2 separate regions of the Mus musculus genome follow, and region 1 is linked to region 2. A link is a contact called in public Hi-C data. All regions are on one chromosome and are shown on one strand. Each heading gives the region's core, a stretch centred on a gene start, on an enhancer-like site or on the middle of the called end of the contact. The rest is flanking DNA. Distances are from core to core; before and after follow the strand shown. Region 1 has its middle 160 kb from the start of Gm23738. Region 2 has its middle 59 kb from the start of Tlr4.

What was found. Hi-C and Micro-C count contacts between places; a contact is called where the count stands out from the background.
Region 1: a Hi-C map of cerebellum shows a contact between it and region 2, with 5 times the contacts expected there. The contact joins two enhancer-like sites. A contact is called at or near these places in 1 of 15 datasets of contacts at CTCF or cohesin (pro-B cells) and 5 of 484 Hi-C or Micro-C datasets (cerebellar granule neurons, cerebellum, cerebral cortex and 1 more).

Annotation. Positions count from the first base shown.
Region 1 is chr4:68,020,817-68,026,678 of GRCm38.p6, forward strand. No RefSeq gene overlaps it. Among named protein-coding and RNA genes, the nearest start is that of Gm23738, 160 kb to the right of the region's middle. Within about 2 kb of position 2,140, at least 24 of the 459 cell types and tissues checked have an H3K27ac peak or open chromatin away from gene starts, as enhancers often do. A contact at or near this core is called in cerebellum, where this site is marked.
Region 2 is chr4:66,764,932-66,771,196 of GRCm38.p6, forward strand. No RefSeq gene overlaps it. Among named protein-coding and RNA genes, the nearest start is that of Tlr4, 59 kb to the right of the region's middle. Within about 2 kb of position 3,985, at least 26 of the 459 cell types and tissues checked have an H3K27ac peak or open chromatin away from gene starts, as enhancers often do. A contact at or near this core is called in cerebellum, where this site is marked.

The sequences.
Region 1 (5,862 bases), core at 890-3,389, 1.3 Mb after region 2:
TCAAACTGCAAAGTAGAATGTTTAACATTAAGGCATAAATGATGGTGTCTGCTATATTTTCTTCTGATGTCAGCTCCATATACAAGAGGAGAAAAATAAGTTTCTTGAAATCTGTAAAGACACTGGTTGTATTCACCCAATGAAATCCCCAGTGACTTCATAATCTCCTCAAAGCGTCTCCTCATTTCAGCACCACACATGGCCCTAGAGACTGGCACTGGGTTTGAGAAGATAATACCCTTCTTTTGTGTACTCATTGTCATCTCCCTGGACCTTCTATCCATATTTGTCCACTTTAGATTAGTGGTCCTCAACCTTCAAAATGATGCATCCAAATATAGTTCCTCATGTTGTGGTGACCCAAAGCATAAGACTATTTGGTTGCTATTTGATAACTGTAATTTATCTACTGCTTACCTGCAGAATGGCTCTCTGGGATGAGGCATCTTTATTTTATAATTATGGCTCTGTTAGTTACTGTGGGCTGTACCAAGTATCAGGTAATTCGTATAACTCAGGCACTCTGGGGAAAGAAACAGTAACAAGATGGAAAATTATTTAAATATTATATGGATGCTTTCTGGAGCTTAAACAGTGATCTCTTGTGCATGTAGCAGATGCATGGACATAGGTAGAAAAAGGGGACGTATACCTAAGATACAGATTAAGGTAAAACGACTGCTAGTTTGCTGAGGAAGAAAGCAGATTTTAATTAAAATTTAAAATGATTACTAGAGAAATATTTCAATGATCTTACTTGATATTTTGAAAGAATATCCAGTGGGATTCTTGACTACTACCTCCCAGATTTAGTTATTAAAGTTTCTGAGAGTTTTCCTATATCCACTCACTTTTTGCTTTTGTTTTCTTTCTCAAGTAGAATTGGTATGACAGATACACCTAGGCTACGCTTTTGATGGCATAAAATCCTCTGCCCTCAGAGATTCCTACACTTCCCAGGAGACCCAATCAGTATAAAGCGCTTCTTTACGTTGAGTGGAAAGCAGGGCCCATATAACTTCCATCTGTTACTCAATCTCTGTCCTCTGGGACCAAATAAAAACACTAAGCTCCCTTTCTGAATGCCTGACCCTTCAATATTTGCAGAAAGTATCTCACTAGTCCACCAGAAGTTTTTTATCCTCCACTAATAGGCCTCTGATTCACACTTTTTCAACAGATGCCATATTTTGCCATGCCTCTGGGCATGTTGGTCATTTCCCTTGGGTTATATTATAAATTTTTAAATGTCTGTCCATATAGATGTATCCGTTGTGGATAGACTTTCCACAATCTTTTGATCTCTTCACTGTACCCAATTGTGACTTTCTGTGATGGTTAGCTTTTGCTATGGATATACTACAGATATAAGATAAGCTTTAGAATGTAATAAAGAATTATGCTCATCTATCAAAGTGGCAATAGTAGATTCTTTTGTCATGTCCAAGACCTCAATAGACTCAAGGGCACTTGTAAACATACATGTGCACTCAGGTGTGTGAACACACACACACACACACACACACGTATTGTTTTGACAGTAGTGGTCTGAGACCATCAAAGGTATCTGAAAAAGGTTATTCGGAAAGAGCTAGAAGAAAGAAAAGGAGTAGAAAGCTGATATAATTCAATTTTAGTTGAAATTTAATTTTAAAAATCTCTTCTCCATGTTTGCCTAGACCAATGTTCAGAGGATTATTTTCCTGTCTCTGCATACTTCCATTGTTTGTTTGGTTTTTTTCGAACATTTTCTTACCCTATTTATGTGAGAACACGTGTGTTTGTGTATGTGTGTGTGCACACGTGTATACAAATATTCTACAATGAAAGACAATAAGATCCTATAATATTTAGATCAATGATGTGAATGAAATAATCACTTCCTCCTGATGTCAAATTGAAGCAGTAGCGAAGCCACACTGTGATACTGTGTTAGACATCACACATGAGCCAAGAACACAGAAGAAAATGCTTCAACAGTTAGATAATTATGTTAAAACAAACTGGGATTTATTATTATGGTTTTCTCCTTTAGGACTGAAGTTGACATGATTGCTGCTGCCGCTTCAGTGTAAGGTAATGTAGACTGAAATGTATTTGCCAGAAGATCCACAGGGAGCAGTCATCTGGGATTGACAGAGAGAGTCACTGGGTGTCACTGTTGAGTCACACAAAAACAACAGTCTGCTTGCTCCTAAGGATTGTCTCTAAAGAACACAAGAGCCGGAAGTTGAGGGTGGCTGCTTGTCTCCTCCTGGGCTGTGTGTCTTCATTAGGGTCAGGGTAGGTCATCTTTCTCCTTGCTTCCCTGTGAGAAGTGTCTAGTCAGATGAGTGTATGTCAGTGTGGACCTCAGCTTCCTCTGCTCTTGCTTAATGAGCTGATCTGTCCTCGATCTGCCTTGTGGTACTGTGACAGGGCTCTCTGCTTTTATGCATCTGTGCAGGAAGTGATCACACCCCTGCCAGCAGTCAAGCCCAGGACTGGCTCAGCCTAACCACTCTTTTCATAGCAGATAAATCATTCTACTTCTCAGTGAGGGTTTACATTAACACTGAATCCAATGAATGTTTGGTATCAGGGGCATATTTTCATTTTGTGTTGAATAAGATTAGTGGTTTTAACAGAAATTAAAAAAAAAAACAGGTACAGTTGAACTGCAGACTAGTTTTTTTTTCTTCCTTTTTTTATTAGGTATTTAGCTCATTTACATTTCCAATGCTATACCAAAAGTCCCCCATACCCACCCACCCCCAATCCCCTACCCACCCACTCCCCCTTTTTGGTCCTGGCATTCCCCTTTACTGGGGCATATAAAGTTTGCGTGTCCAATGGGCCTCTTTTTCCAGTGATGGCCGACTAGGCCATCTTTTGATACATATGCAGCTAGAGTCAAGAGCTCCGGGGTACTGGTTAGTTCATAATGTTTTTCTGCCTATAGAGTTGCAGATCCCTTTAGCTCCTTGGCTACTTTCTCTAGCTCCTCCATTGGGAGCCCTGTGATCCATCCATTAGGTGACTGTGAGCATCCACTTCTGTGTTTGCTAGGCCCCGGCATAGTCTCACAAGAGACAGCTACATCTGGGTCCTTTCGATAAAATCTTGCTAGTGTATGCAATGGTGTCAGCGTTTGGATGCTGATTATGGGGTGGATCCCTGGATATGGAAGTCTCTACATGGTCCATCCTTTCATCTCAGCTCCAAACATTGTCTCTGTAACTCCTTCCAAGGGTGTTTTGTTCCCATTTCTAAGGAGGGGCATAGTGTCCACACTTCAGTCTTCATTTTTCTTGAGTTTCATGTGTTTAGGAAATTGTATCTTATATCTTGGGTATCCTAGGTTTTGGGCTAATATCCACTTATCAGTGAGTACATATTGTGTGAGTTCCTTTGTGAATGTGTTACCTCACTCAGGATGATGCCCTCCAGGTCCATCCATTTGGCTAGGAATTTCATAAATTCATTCTTTTTAATAGCTGAGTAGTACTACATTGTGTAGATGTACCACATTTTCTGTATCCATTCCTCAGTTGAGGGGCATCTGGGTTCTTTCCAGCTTCTGGCTATTATAAATAAGGTTGCTATGAACATAGTGGAGCATGTGTCCTTCTTACCAGTTGGGGCATCTCCTGGATATATGCCCAGGAGAGGTATTGCTGGATCCTCTGGTAGTACTATGTCCAATTTTCTGAGGAACCGCCAAACTGATTTCCAGAGTGGTTGTACAAGCCTGCAATCCCACCAACAATGGAGGAGTTCCTCTTTCTCCACATCCACGTCAGCATCTGCTGTCACCTGAATTTTTGATCTTAGCCATTCTGACTGGTGTGAGGTAGAATCTCAGGGTTGTTTTGATTTGCATTTCCCTGATGATTAAGGATGTTGAACATTTTTTTCAGGTGCTTCTCTGCCATTCAGTATTCCTCAGGTGAGAATTCTTTGTTCAGAATAGTTTTTTAAGGGACAAAGAAAACAAATGTATAAAGGAAAGAAGAATTAAGAGAGTAAGAGGTGGGAGCAAAGACATCTGTCTGAACCTGAACTTGCTAGTAACCTCAAATAATCCTCTTGGGGAATAATGGGGATTTGAAGACAAGATTGTACCCTGTAATCAAGACTCCAAATAAAAATCCTCCTGACTCATCTTGTCTGGTGCTCACAATATTTAGTTATTCCTGAGGAGTGAGTGGCCTCTGAATTTTTATCAGGTTCCTGGGTAAGTTTTTCAACATCAATGAGAGATATCTATAATACTGAAAGTTCCAGAACCTAAAATCAGAGGATCAGCATACACAAAATTGACACATATTCCTGAAGAATATTTAGCAAGAATTCCCTCAAAATGAATCAATTTAATGACTGTGTGTTTTTCAAAGACTGTGTCAACTTCTTTACTTTTACTTCCTCTACAATTCAGTACCCAGTTGTTTGAAGAGATCTTTTAAAACACAAGCATGATTATTCTTTTCTTTTCTTCAAGCACCTCAAGAACAAGTTCCCACATTCAAGATGAGTACAAATTCATTACCCTGCTACCAAATCCTGACCATTGGTCTTGCTTTATTTCAGAACATGACTGTTTTCTATCCACGTAGTACTTGTACTACCATATTTCATACTCAGGATTCCCCACCAGTCTTTACATTGAAATAATGGAGGAAGCCTGAAGAACACAGAGGTGCTGCTAGAGAATGTAATAGGAAAATTGGGTGAGAGGGTATCAGCTTAAGAGAAGGGTGGGAAGGTAAGACCGATGGAGAAGAAGGAAGGGGAGTCAAATAATAAATAATAAAGAAGTTTGAAATCTCTGAAGTGAAACATTCTATGTTTACTCAAAACCACATATAGCATACATCTGTGTATATATTTTTAAACCGGATTATCCTAAACAGCCATATATTCCTCCCTCCTAAAGCCATAGGCTATCTAACAAAGAATCCCATGGGAAACCTCCTTTGAGTTTGGTGCACAGGCCTGAGGCTACTCAAATAGTATAGACAAATATTATTTTCCTGTTTTCATAACTTGAAGGTAAGATGATATTTATGAAGATACCACACACTTTGTACAAAAGATGTGAAGGAATCAATACATAGAAGGATTGGTCTAGAAGCGTACCCCATAGTGAATAGCTCTCATCATATTTGAAGGTGCTATGTAAACTGCTAAGGGAGAAAAGACAGCTGGAAAGCCTATAAACAATGACAGTGCCTTGATAGCATCTTCTAGGGAAGCTGCACCCACAAAATCTCAAGAAAAAGATTGTCTAACGTCTAATTATACCAAATCTGCATAATGACAATACAAATTTTCATTCCAACTTGGCTGCAAGTATTTTTTCAAGGTTGCTAATATAAAATGAAGACTTATTTTCAATACCTGTTGAGAGAGAGAACCAGTTTTGTTCAAGGACAAATTCCCTGATACGTTATCCAATGCCAACTTAGCCCTAAACACAATTATGCATGAGAAATACTAAATGAATTCTGTAAGAGATTTATAACTATGTGCAATGCATATTTAATAATCATATGTAATAATCATATTTAAGTCATAAGTTTTAGAGAGAATAGGAAATGCAAGAAGAGGAAGGAGGTGAAATAGTTTGATAGAGTGGTTATAAATTAAATTCTCAAAAATCATAGTTAAAAAAAATAACAAAACAAAACCAGAAACACCAAAGTGTGGGTTCCTTGCCTAGAACTTGTTTTCTCATTGACATGGGAAAGGGCTTAGGAATTAAGGTCTTTCACAGCGCCATGGGTGACTCTAATAGGACACAAAACTATTTTGTGACATTCATCTTTCAGAAAATCAGACACGCTGATCCAATTGTAGATACTATTCTACCTTACTTCAAAA
Region 2 (6,265 bases), core at 2,735-5,234:
AGGAGACTGATGGACCAGGAGCAGCCAGGACAAGACTAGTATGGGACACACAGTCAAGAAGTAGACAGCTGTAGAGGGTTAGAATATATACATATCTGTCCAGTGGTGTGCTTAAAGCTTGTTAATCAAAACAAAGTTTTCATGTATTTTTTGAGAGATAAAAGGGGTAATAGAAACCCCCCCCCCCAAATTACTTATACAGATCTGAATATATAGGACCAAAAGCTAGAGAGAAAACCCTCTTTCCAGTTTCTGTCCCTCTCTTCTAGTCTGGCTGTCCCCACAGAGCCTCCATTAGTGCAATTTTTATTGGAAACTTCTCCTTTGCCATCCAGATTCTCACTCAGAGTAGCACAGTTTTGGGAGGTTTGGAATATAACTTCCCATGTTGCTGTAGTAGTTGATGGCTAAATACAAAGGGCACAGGATAGAAAGACACTAACATTGGGGAATGTAAAAAAAAAAAAAAAAAAAAAAAAAAAAAAAAAACAACCAACAACAAAAAAAAAAAAACCTTAAGTGTCTGAGACAGGCTGAGACTAGATGATCCCCGAGGTCAACACTGAGACACTTTCTAAATAGAAAATTATTTTACTGTTGGATTCTCAATTTTCAAGTATTTGGAGTTTTCTCAGGCCAATGTCACATGGGATCCAGTCTCTATATCTTTCTACCCGCTGTTGTTTGTCACAATCCTTCTGTGACCCTTGAGACCTGGAGAAGGAAGCAGAAATATCACTACCAGACTCAACTTACAAGGAAACTCCAGTTCCAAAGGATTAGAGATTTGGAGAAATATTCAAATTTATAGTTTTAGTACAAAGTTCAGGCCATCTAGTGTATTGTCAAGACTTTAAAATTTACCAAAGGCAGAATATGGGACCTTTGGTGGAAGAAGAGGCATAAAATATCCACTTCTTCCTCTTCAGACAAAGACCACAATTGACCTGAAGAATTTTTATGACCAAAGTAGGATCTTGCCTCATTCCTGAAGATGGTACTCCATTCAGCCACTACCAAAAAAGAATACATAAGTTCTGTCTTCAAGCTAGTATTACATGATATTAAGGCCCATTTTAACTTTTAATTATTTGACTTTTTATTCCTGATGATGATCCTATTGAATCCAACTCAGGGTTTTCAGTAGCTGATGATATTCTAAGCATCATGGATTATTCACTAATCAGTGTATAAAATATGTGTCCTGGAGTCTTATTTCTAGTGTCCTGGTGCAGCTAATAGGCAGCTATGCAAGTAGCAGAATAGAAGCTGAGTTTCAATGCATAATAAAATCTACGAGAAGAACAGAAGAGACAGAATGCAATGTTTATTGGGGATGAGGGGCCTTTTGTAAAACAAAGCTGGAATCTCGATAAACAGCATGTGTTTTAAGTAGAACTTCACGTAGATGAAATGAAAGAAGCATATTCAATGTTGAAAAGTGTGTAAGAAAAATGTGTCCAGGCTCAGAGAAAACTGAATGCATCCCAGAATTAACTCTTGGAGGCAAAGAGTAGATTTTACCTTGGATGTTCCAATAAATGGACATGGTTGGAATGAGATGGAGACTCATTAATAATAATTATGTGCATAATGAATACTTCTTATTATAAAGTTTGTGTCTGAAAGGGGGGATGGAGAGACACAGAACAGAAAATCTGAGCTCTGCTTTTCATTCTGCTGTTTTCTTGTATTTAAAGTGCCAATCTTGATAAATCTGGAGCAGTGAGTGGAGCAGATGCCTCAGGACACAAATTACTTGATGAATTAGTAAGGTCTGCTCAAAGAGAACAGTGAGCATTTCACAACCATTGCCCAGTTTCCCACCTCTAGAAACGCCTTTTCCAAGGTTCCTGAACTCCATATTCTATAATTCCTAGGATAGCTTCTGGATTTTCTGGATTACCCCCACAAAATATTGGGTGGAAGAAATAAAACCACCATTCCATGTCAAAAAGAAAACATATTCACAATACTGGCAACAAGAAAAGGAAACTCCTGGCTATGGTCTGGCATTTTGAGATACATTCTGAATAATTCTTGGTTCCAGCAACATTCTTTCCTGGCCATCAGCCATGGTAAAATCAGTCCCTTCTGGTCCATTACAAATTAAATAATCATAACTCTATTCATCAGGAAAATATACACAGAAGGGATGCATAAGCCAGTAATTAGTATGATGACTCCCAGCCTTGTGTTGACTAACTCTAAAGACTTTGTGGTGACTGTTTCACTTGAGACTCTGAACATCACTGTGGCAAGCAAAGCCTTCCAGCTTCTGCTTGACTGTACACTTCTAGTGTAATAATAATTCAAATGGCTCCATTGGGAGTAGATACATCCTAGCATATTGTAGAAGGTCTAGAGCTACTAAGGGTATAAGATATTACCAGTGGTTACTGTAATGAATGACTTACTGCACACATACAGCATGTTTCAACCATTATTGTACATAGAAAGTGGCCTTCCAGGACATGGACTTTTTCATTGTGTGCATCTGTGAAAAATGTGAAAATTATAACAGGGTTAAACTAGTCTCTGTTATAATGAACTATATAATAGGAAGTGACCAACCATAAGGGCATTCTGCTTAGGCTTTCACATCTTGCCACTGTGGCAAGATGAATTTTCAGATGCTGAGATTATAGTTTGTGAGAGACTTCTGAAGCCAGGCTAGGGGGTCTACTGCTGACAATCCATTATGCCTTGCTTACTGTTCATGCCTGATTTGAAATGTTTTCACTATATTGTCTTTTGTCCCTTCCAAATGCTACCATTTTGTTTATTTAAATATGTCTTCTCTTGGCTAATGTAACATCCTCCATTGGGAATTCTGTCTTAAAAGGTGACCCACAGCCTAGGTAACGTCACCAGCCCCTGATTTACATGTTTAAACAAATTATAGCATGTTTACCTGAGAGAAACCAAAATGTGATTCATAATTTGACTCCTGGGTATTTTCAATGCACATGTATTCTCTGACCATACTACTTTCTTAATAAAACATGCTTTGTTTACACTTCGTATCATGATGGACTTGCATACTTACTGAGTGCATATTCACGTTACGCATCTTAGTGTAAATGGGAATGATTGCAACGCTGATCTATCTTACTACTCAGGACCTCCAGAGTCACTAGCATAACAAGTCATAATAATACTAACTAGAATTCTCTGAAGAATTGAAAAGATGGAATGAGTGTATATTACAGAAATGATCTCTTTGAGTAGGTTATACTGTCTGGGCTATATGGTCTTAACAATGGCTGTTTGTGTGTCAGAGAGGCTAAGAACTCAGTAGCTACTCAGTCTATAAGCAGAATGAATCTGGTGATGTAGGGTTGGAGGATTCTTAGAGAGACGCTGTTTTTCAGCACATGTTGGGGGCTAATCAGACCTTAGATGCAATACAATATTCTCTTTATTCAACTAGGTAAAACCCAAAAGTGACTGTGTTTTACTCCAGGACACATAGTTCGGATTGGTAAAGCTATAGTTCTGATATAGATATGAAACATGGGAGACCCGGGAAGAGGTTACTCAGGCAGGAAAATCAGACTTGGTAAGGAAATAGTGAATATTTTTTTGTGCTTTTGCTGTCTTCAAAATACATTTTAAAAACTCACTGCTACTTAGAAGTACCATATGTTAGTCTAGGAGCATTATTTCCACATATTTTATAATTTCAGTAGGTGCTACAAGTGAAATAAATAAAATGAAAGGGATTTGGAAGTCAGAAAGGTTAACTGCATCTGGGTAAAGGACATGATTCTTCATCAGTATCTTTCTTAAAATAGAAGATAGAAGCATTCTACAAAAGGGTGCTATAAGGATTAAATATGTGATAAAAGCCCCTAAATATATTTGTCCTCCGTGCCATCACTAGGAACAGGGAAGATGCCATCCGTGATCTGTCAAGTCCTGTTCTCTCTTGTCAGTTTAAGCTTCAGTTTTCCTGAACGCTTAAGTGGGGTGCAGTGCCAGTTCTTCCCACATGATGGAGATGCAGGGCCACAAAAAGGGTTGAGAAGAATGTATTTATGAAGCATGCTTTAGGCGAACCAGAAAGTAAAGATTCTCCAGACCACAGGCCATAGTTACTTGAGGGGCCACAAGCAGATAACCTTAGATCAAACACAGGTGCTGTCATTCTGTAGCTCTGCTTGACTCAAAATTCTTCTCAAGGTGTAGCTGATGAAGCAATGAACATTCTAAATTATACTTACTTTAAACATGTAAGAGGATGTTTATGTTTCTGTCCTCCTGTGTCCCTGTTTTCTTTCTGTCTGGATTATGTCTATGCTTAAGAAACAGTTGCTTGAAGCTTGTTATCCAATGTGTTAGTTGGAGGGATAAATGTTTGGGTGCTGTTGTGTGCACCTGTAAGAAAAGGTGAAGAGTGGGAAGGGACACCAGTCCAATGCCCAGCCATACATGCCACCTCCTCAGTGTTCTGCTCAACTGTAAAATTTTTGAGGAGCCTTTGTGTCTGGGCAAACGAGAGATTGTATATGTATGCATTATGTGTGTAGTTATGCTAAACGTGTTATTTTATGTGCAGTAATGTGTGCATTGAGTATGTGCATGTGAGACTGGGTGTGCATAGTTGCATCTTGCCTATGATCATATGTCATTAAGCGGGCCTGGATGTCTGTATAGATTAAGCACATATAGAATTACTGTGTGCATGTGTGTTTGGATTATGCTCATGTGTGATTCTGACTCATGCTTCTGTGTGTTCTGTATGTATGAGCATGATTATACACATACACATATTTGATCATGTGTACATGAGTATTATGCACATTGGGTCAGCTCCTGTGATGCTGTATACATGTATGTGTCTCACTGTCCAGTTCCCATCCTCTTGCAAGAGATCACCTCAGTTTCTATCATAGTTCTATTGCTCCAAAACACAAACTATGTGGAACAGAAAGAGGTTAGGCTGAGAAATGATAAGTCTTCCAAGAAGAGAAAGAACGAGTGCAGGAGAATCCTTGCTTTGAGTGTGCCTGTGGTATGTGCATGAGGTGTTAAAAATACTATGGGAAGCAGTCCTAGAGGGGAGTGATGCTGATTAGATAGCCATCCTTCATCAGGAAATTTCTAAGCAAGAATCTACGTTCCATATCTGGAGAGGAAAACATAAGGTCCATGACCAGAAGATGGTGGTGCTGAAGAAGAGATGGTGTGTGTGTGTGTGTGTGTATGTGTGTGTGTGTGTGTGTGTGTGTGTGTGTGTGTGTGCATTTTTTTTTGTTTCTATGCGCATTCACGTAAGCATAAATTGTGCCCGTTTTCCATTTTATTTTACAAAGACAGAACTCAAATTTTAAGTCACAATTGATTTCCAGAAATCATTATTTCTAAACACTCCCAGTCAAATTCCCCATTCCTTTATATCTTTAGTATTTGGATGAAATTACTTTGTGTTCTTAATCTTACATGATGACAGAAAGGACTGTTCAAATGTTCCACTGGCTTAGACATTCCAGGCATGGGTTGTCTCTTTCTACTCTCTCCCCTTAGCTACCTGTGGCCTTATCCCTTCTTTCATGCCATATATTGTCCCCCAGTATAGGGAGACAAGGTAGTAATCTCTATTTGATTTTTTCTATTTCTTACTTATGATGCGACTAAGAAACATTTTCCCACATATTCATATTTGTAAAGACTATTTTCAAAGACATGCATGCTGGAGAGACTGTGTGGGTGGGATTTGAGGGAGAATGTGTTATGATTTTTTTGTTACCATAATTATTTACTAACCTTTTATTCAAGGACTGTGATGGAAGATCGACAAAACAACTCCCATCCTCTAATCAATTATTGCTGGAAGACAATAAATATCTATTCAGTGTTTCCTTTGTGTTCTCGGAGAGAAGGATATATTGATTGCCTTTAAAGTTGGGGCCTCTCCAAAGACACCAGGTAGGCAGTCACAACTGGTTTTGCTAATCCAATAATCTTTGTGAGCCTAGTTTACATGAAGACAACAGCAATAAGAATAAAAATAGTAATTTACTTTGGTACTAGCTGTTAAGCTTTATAAAACAATGACATCTATCTGCATTACAAAATTGAATTCTTGCGGCACCCCTACAAGGTAGTTATAAACTTAATGTATTTTATTGATGAAGAAACTAAAGCTGAGAATCCTGGTTTGGAATTAATATTTGGCCTTTCATTTTCTTTCAGATCAAAGGAGAGTTAAATACTTCTTTAGATATGAACACTGAATTTAAGTAAGATGGAACCAGGTCAA